2 separate regions of the Sus scrofa genome follow, and region 1 is linked to region 2. Evidence: chromatin contacts called from public HiChIP or PLAC-seq data. All regions are on one chromosome and are shown on one strand. Each heading gives the region's core, a stretch centred on a gene start, on an enhancer-like site or on the middle of the called end of the contact. The rest is flanking DNA. Distances are from core to core; before and after follow the strand shown.

Region 1 (3,781 bases), core at 978-3,477, 190 kb before region 2:
TTTCCACCTCACTCAGATTGCCATCTATGGGAAGAATTTCTGTGTCTCAGCCAAAAACGCCTTCATGCTGCTCATGCGGAACATTGTCAGGTCAGGCTGTCACCACCCCACCCCAACCCTGGTGATCTCCCCGCAAGGCCAGCTTCCTGGGCATGCTGTGCTCAGAAGGGCCTTGAGCTTGGTTTAACCTCTGCTTCCTCCATCTTGAAATGTGAGCGATTTTCATTTTGCAGCTGTCACGGCAAATCACATAGCCAATTCTCTTCCCAGCCCTGCCAGGCCTCTCACCCCCAACCTACCCCATCTCCCTATACAGGGTGGTCGTCCTGGACAAGGTCACAGACCTGCTGCTGTTCTTTGGGAAATTGCTGGTGGTTGGAGGTGTCGGTAAGGACCAAGACACGAGTTACAAGGACAGAACACTGGTGGCCAGGCAGTTTAAGAGGTGACCTTAGAGGAGTGACATTGACCTCCAGATCTCTCCCCTAGGGGTCCTGTCCTTCTTTTTTTTCACCGGTCGCATCCAGGGACTGGGTAAAGACTTTGAGAGTCCCCAGCTCAACTATTACTGGCTGCCCATCATGGTGAGTGACCTTCGCCCCTCTGCCTCACCCTCCACCTCTCCAGAGGAACCCTAAACGGGCTTTGTGTCTTCCAGACCTCCATCATGGGAGCCTACGTCATCGCCAGTGGCTTCTTCAGCGTTTTCGGCATGTGTGTGGATACTCTCTTCCTCTGTTTCTGTGAGTAACACCCCCCACCTCTCCCCAACTTAAAGGTACCAGATCATTCAGGCTTTTTCAGAGACTTGGTGCTTCTCGAAATAGCAATTTCATGAGTTATAGAAGCCAGAGCCTGAGGGAGCCTCTACTAACATCCTCAGGCCAGGTATTTGGGAAGCAGTATGGGAGTGAGCCCCTAGTCTCCTGCGCTCTCCCAAGAAGGAGCATTCCAGGGGAGAGGCCTCTGGCATCTTCCTGCAGAAAATCTAGGGAAGAGAGTTCCTGCTGTGGTACAGCAAGCTAAGGATCTGGTGCTGTCTCTGCGGCAGGGCAGGTTCCATCCCTGGCCCTGTACATTGGGTTAAAGATCCGGCATTGCGAAGCTGTGCCCTAAGCCCTTCTGTATACCACGAATGCGGGGTGGCGGGGGCGGGGGGGGGGAGGAAGAAAGAAAGAAGAAAGAGAGAAAGAAAGAGAGAGAGAGAATGAAAGAAAGAAAGAGAAAGAGAGAGAAAGAAGAGAGAAAGAAAGAAAGGAAAGAAAGAAAGAGAGAGAGAGAGAGAGAGAGAGAGAGAGAGAGAGAGAGAGAGAGAGAGAGAGAGAAAGAAAGATAGATCTAGGGATGAAGTTAGCCACAGCAGACTCCCCAGCAGGTGGCTGTAGAGAGTGAGGATTTTCTCACCCTACTGTATGCATTCATTTGGGATATCTTAAGTACCAGGCTCTCCGCTAAGAAACTGACATGTATCATGTATTTTTTTCCGTTAATCCCTTTCATTCTATGAAACATAGTATTATCGACTCCACTCTACAGATGACCTATTTACATAACCTATTTAGCAGTTTACAAAAATTGCCCCAAAAAACAGCTGGTGGGAATGCAGCCAGGAAACCAGGCAGCTGTCTCTTGGTCCTTGATTTCCACCCCCGGGAATGGGGTTAGCCCCCAACGTTCCGTTCTTATGGGTCTATGTCGCGCCTCAGTGGAAGACCTGGAGAGGAACGACGGCTCCCTGGACCGGCCCTACTACATGTCCAAAGCCCTTCTGAAGATTCTGGGCAAGAAGAACGAGGTGCCCTCGGGAGACAAGAAGAGGAAGAAGTGAGAGACGTAGCCCTGATCCAAAACAGCACCCCGCCTGTACAGCCTCCCAGCCTCATTCCCGCCTTCCAGATGTCGATTTTGTAGTAAAAAGATTAAAAGATTGATATTGTGTTTTCTCAAAAACTCTGGGACTTTTATTTCCTCCAAGACCACACGCTGCCCTCCCCCGCCCACCTGGCTCTTTAAAAGGGGCCCTGCCCCTGTGACGCCCCTACACCCCCACCAGTATCACGGCCAATCAAAAGGCATCTGTGGAGTTATGCCCGCCCCCTTCTTCAATCAAACCAATAGTCTTCCCGTTCGGGTCACGCGCTCCGGGACTTCAAAGAAGGCCCATTGGACAACGTAGAGAGGAGGTGCTGAAGGGTCACGTGAGGAGTTACGCGAGGGCCAATTAAAGTCGCGGTAGCTCGGCTGGGGGCCCTGACTTGCTGTGGATTTGAGGGTGACATCTGAGCATTTAAAGGGCTGGGGTCAACTGAGCGACTCAAGCCCGCGTCTAATCGTGGAGCCAGGGTCGCGGCCGCCGCGGGGGAGAGATGACTGCGGAGCGACCCGGCGCAGTGCCCCTGGGCAGACCCGGGAGACCGCCTATGCTGGGATTAGGGGAAGCCTATAGGGCCCAGGTATTTGCCTCGATCTTCCTGCTGCTGTTGTCTCCGGCAGGAGTCGGAGCCAGGGCAAAGAACGACTTCAGTCTGGTGAGTTAACCCTCGCATGGCCCCATCCCCAACCACGCAGGCGGTCGGTCTGTGTCAGGTTGTACGCCCGGGACGCAGGCTGCTAAGCCCCCTCTCCTTTCCCAATCCCTGCCCCTCTCTGGGTTCCTCGTCCTCTTTCCTTCTGAGGCTCCTCATTCGAGCTCCTTCCCCTTTTGAGGTTTCCCTATCCCAGAGGGCTTCTTCTCCCCTCGTAGTCCCTTACGCTGCCTAGAGACTCCAGCTTCGCTACAAACTCTCCTCAGGGTTCCCCTTCCTTGTTCTGGGAAACCTGCTCCCACTTGGGGTCCCTACCACCCTACCTTTCCCAGGGGAACCTGCGTCTGAGTTGCTATTCATTCACCCTAAAGCCCAAGTCACATTTGTTCAGTTCACCGGAACTCCTCCCTTCACAGGTGCACCCGCTGGTGACCATGGAGCAACTGCTGTGGGTGAGCGGAAAACAGATCGGTTCTGTGGACACCTTCCGCATCCCACTCATCACCACCACTCCTCGAGGCACCCTCCTTGCCTTCGCTGAGGCCAGGAAAATGTCAGCATCGGATAAAGGCGCTAAATTCATTGCTCTGCGGAGATCCATGGACCAGGGTAAAACTATGCCTGGGAGTTCCCACCACCGCTTAGCAGTAATGAACCCGACTAGTAACCATGAGGATGTGGGTTCAGTCCCTGGCCTTGCTCAGTGGGTTCAAGGATCTGACGGTGCTGTGATCTGTGGTGTTGGTTGCAAACCTGGCTTGGATCCCTCATTGCTGTGGCAAAGGCCGGTGGGTGCAGCTCCAATTTGACACCTAGCCTGGCAACTTCCATATGCCGCACGCAGGGGCAGCCCTAAAAAAAAAAAAAAAAGCCTGTGTGGCAAGATGTTGAATGGGTGGGGAGCCTGATTTTCCGTAGAGCCCTGGAGCTGCTGGGTCCCTGAAGACTAGAGGCAACCTAAGAAGGGAAGGTGTCCAGGGCAGTAATGCAGACATTGGGATCTCCAAGGAGTTGAACATTCATCCAAATGTTTATTGAGCACTTACTATATACCTGGCAGTGTTCTAAGTTCTGTGACTACAGTTATGAACAAAACAGAGCAAAAATCCTCGCCTTTGCAGGGCTTATATTCTATTGGGAGGAGGCAGACAATAAGCATAATAAGTAATATATTTGTGTTGGAAGGTGATTAAGTGTAATGGAGAAAAATAAAAATAAAACAGGGCAAGAGGTATGGAGAGGGTCAAGAGTTTGAC
Region 2 (3,588 bases), core at 997-3,496:
GTGGAACATCTTCAGGCAAGAGGGAACTGGTGCTCCGCGTGGAGTGGCTGGTGCCTTAACTGTTCTCCCCCACTAGCTGCTCAGTCCACTATGCTTCCAGCCCCCTTGCCTCGACCCTTGACCCTTTCACCTGCTAATGAGTAACTTCAACCTTGTTTTCCACCCCAAGCCTGGATTACTAACAGTGTTTGGGCTTTCCTCCCCCTCTTCTAAATGCAGCCACTCCACAATACATCGTGGCATATCTAGGGTCTCTGAGGAGTTATAAGGAGAGCTGAGCCCTCCAGTAGAAGCTTGTGCTGTTTCAACCCACATCTGAGCTGGCTATTTGCTGGGCTGTGCAGTATTGAAGAGTCGGATTTGAGTCTTTCATCCATTCACTTAGCAAACTATTTTTGAGTTCCATCTGCTTGTCAGGAACTGGCTAAGCCCTGGGAACATAAAAATGAGTAAGACACAGTCCCTGGCCTTAAAGATGTCAGTCTAAGGAAAACTAGATATCTAAACAAATTATTGCAGTACAAGCTGGTAAGTGCTTTAGAACAGGTGTGAACTGGGTGCTGGAGCATGGTGGATGGGAGGCTTTCTCTCTTAAGTTATTATTGGGGAAACAATATTATGCCCTCCCCAAAGTTTGCTGACACATTAATTCATTCACTCACTGTTTATTACTACAGGTAAGAGGCCACATAATCTAGTGCTTAAAAAGAATGGACAGTGGTGTCAGACAGAGTGGGTCCAAACTCTAATTTCTGTTACTTATAGATCTTCGACAATTTTGTTAATCTTTATGCCTGTTTTTTATCTGTAAATTGAGCAAATCATTAATCTTATAGGATTAAAAGAGCTAATGCAGATAAAGCCCTTAGCGAAGGCCTGCACATTCTAAGTCCAAAGTAAACATTCGCTATAATTAATAGTAATGTTTGTAAAGCACTTTATAGTCTCTGGGGGGGAATTAAGTTCTCAAATAATAAGAGGCAAGGAAAGAATCGTCAAGAGGCAGTCATTGGGTAGTGCCAAGTGTCATATATAAAAGCCTTTCCACATCTGAGCTAGTTATTACAATGAGAGCAGTTAATGAGACTTCTTTTATAGATTATTTATAACCCATGGACTGCTATAGGCTTGTGATTTGGTTAAAAGAACAAAATTTGGGTGGGTATATGACGGTTCATTACACTGTTTGGGGTAATGTTTCACATTTTTTATAATAAAAAATTAGACACAAGTTATTGGGGGAGTAAAGTATAACTGCTTGGGAGTCTGGTAGGCCTGGATTTGGTCGGTTCTGCCACTTACATTCCCCTAGGAGCACTCACCAATAAAACGTGTGTAATAACTAGCTCAGATGTTGAAAAGCTTTTACGTATGACAATATGTGAAACCCTCAGCAAACTGGCTGACATAGACTAGGCGCTCACTAAACAGGTCCTCCTTATAACTCTTAACTCAAACAGTACTGAGATGGGTATAATATGAAGCCCAGAAAGGTTGGGCACTGGAGACAGGGACCTCGGCAGCACCGCGGAAACGAGGCCCTTGCCCAAGGGGCGGGGGGAAGGGGGGAGAGCAGAGGGGACGGTAACCCCCCAGACCTCAGGCCTGCAGAAGCCATTAGGCGGCCCTTTCAATTCCCCAAGGTTAGAGTCTTGCGTTTCAGTCCAGTCTGACTCCATTTGCTCCCAATTCCCAATCTCGGAGGCGTCCTTTTTTATAAACAAACGTCCTGAAAGGTAGTAAATCCTCAACTTTTCCAAAACATGATAATGTCCCCCCGCGGCCGCACACCGCGGGAAGGAACATGGCGCCCACGCTCCACAAAACGCCCACGGGCAAAACCGAGGTCAGGCCCACCGAGGTCAGGCCCAACGACGCCACCGCAGGAAAGTCAGCTCGAGAACCACCTCCAACCGCCTATGGAAAGGGTGACTTCCGGAGGCGCCGAAGGAGCGGCGCAGCGAGAGCGATTGTGAGAGGCTGACAGAATTCTAGGTGGCCTGGTCAGTGCCGCCTCAACTTCTCTGCAGGCCAAAACTTTAACGTAAATTAGCGAGGCACAACTCTCAGGCTCCAGATTCCAAACTCCATACAACTGTTCAAAACCCCCCTCGAGGCAGTCGAAGAGTCTCACTTTGTAATTTTTTTCTTCAGGCATTTATAGCGGCCACCACAACCCCCTACTGCTTAAGCGCGCGCGCACAGGAGAAATGAACAGGGCCGGAGGGGGTGGGGCGGTGCCGAAGTGTGTACGCATGCGTAGTGCGACGCACGCAGGCGCAGTGAGGTACCCCGGGAGACGGTGGCGGCGGCGGCTCTTCGGGGTGCTCGGCTCCCTCCCATCTAGGCCGGCCCCGGCCCGTCTCGCCCCCAGGAACTCAGTTTGGGGCTGATAACTTAATCTTCGTGCCCTACAAAAGTAAAGCTTGGGGACCTGGGGGAGCCGGAAGTACCGCCTCGCGATCCCCAAATACTATCGGGGAAACGGAAGTGACCGTCGGTGGCAGGTTGGGGGAGACCGGAAGTGACGGTACCGTGGGGAAGTCGGGGGCGGAGCCGCGGGTGGAGGAGTGTGAGTGGGTGTGTGTGGTGTGTGTGTGGGGTGTGTGTGTGTGTGTGTGTGTGTGTGTGTTGGTTGCGCCGCTCTGCTAGAGCACCGAGGGAAGGTAGAAGAGGGGGGCAGTCAGCTAGCAGTTCTGGCCCCCTGTGAGTGTCCATTATCTCGAGTCCGTCGTGACTTAAGCGGGTTCGACGGGCGTGGCGTGGCGCGCGTGCGCGAAACCACTTTCTCCGCAGAGTGGCGCGACCCTCGCTCTCGCGTTGTCCCTGGGCTTGACGACTTCTCGGGCCCTTATCCTATCGCGACCGGTGATGACACTGGTCCTGTGTTTCCTTCCCTGTTTCCTAGCCAGACTGGCCCTCCTTTATTGTGATTGGCATCGTGGAGCCCCTCCCACCTCCCGTCCTCCACCTCCCTGTGCCGTCGATCTCTTGCCCTTTGTGTTTCTCTCTCTGTGCCCCGGAATCAGAAAGGGGCTGGGGGCGGGTGTGAGAGTGTGTGCTTGTGTGAGAGAAACTCTTCAGGTGTGGGGGCGGAGTCTCTGGCCGGGGTGGCTTCCGGGTATATAAAAATCTGCTCTGGGCGACAGCGGGCCTCCCTCCCTCCATTCTTCCTTAGAGAGCTGTCGGCCATGGAGCCCAATGATAGTACCAGTACCACTATGGAAGAGCCTGAAAGCCTGGAGGTGCTGGTGAAGACCCTGGACTCTCAGACCCGGACCTTTATTGTGGGGGCCCAGGTGAGACCCCAGTACTTCTGGAAGACACCTATTAACTCTTTTTGTAGGTTCCTTTTTCTGAGATAAGAGTCTTATCTTCTGGTCTTCTGATTTTCTTTCATTGATTTTTTTTTGTTAATATTGTAGCCAGAACGTTTGGTGTATGCTTTCTGTTGTGTGAGGCAGATTTTCTTCTGCTTTCTTTTACCTCAGTAAAACTCAATGTAGAAGGAAAGAAGGAAGGAGGAATCTCTGCCAACATCATGAGTGAACCCCAGCTCAAAGGGACAGACATGGTTCCTGTCCTTTG

Evidence for each region. HiChIP or PLAC-seq counts read pairs in DNA pulled down with a chosen protein or histone mark.
Region 1: an H3K27ac HiChIP or PLAC-seq map of alveolar macrophages shows a contact between it and region 2. The contact joins the promoter of NEU1 here to the promoter of BAG6 in region 2. A contact is called at or near these places in 1 of 5 promoter capture datasets (liver) and 1 of 2 datasets of contacts at active chromatin or transcription factors (alveolar macrophages).

The regions. Positions count from the first base shown.
Region 1 is chr7:23,957,105-23,960,885 of Sscrofa11.1, reverse strand. It overlaps NEU1 (neuraminidase 1), which reads left to right and starts at 2,227. Exons shown (of 6, transcript NM_001101822.1): 1 at 2,227-2,528; 2 at 2,942-3,134. The coding sequence starts at 2,367. It overlaps SLC44A4 (solute carrier family 44 member 4), which reads left to right. Exons shown (of 21, transcript NM_001101818.1): 17 at 17-90; 18 at 317-387; 19 at 490-584; 20 at 659-743; 21 at 1,707-1,951. The coding sequence ends at 1,828.
Region 2 is chr7:23,767,317-23,770,904 of Sscrofa11.1, reverse strand. It overlaps BAG6 (BCL2 associated athanogene 6), which reads left to right and starts at 2,246. Exons shown (of 26, transcript NM_001145382.1): 1 at 2,246-2,507; 2 at 3,179-3,299. The coding sequence starts at 3,192. It overlaps APOM (apolipoprotein M), which reads right to left and starts at 60. Exons shown (of 6, transcript NM_001040640.1): 1 at 1-60. The coding sequence starts at 9.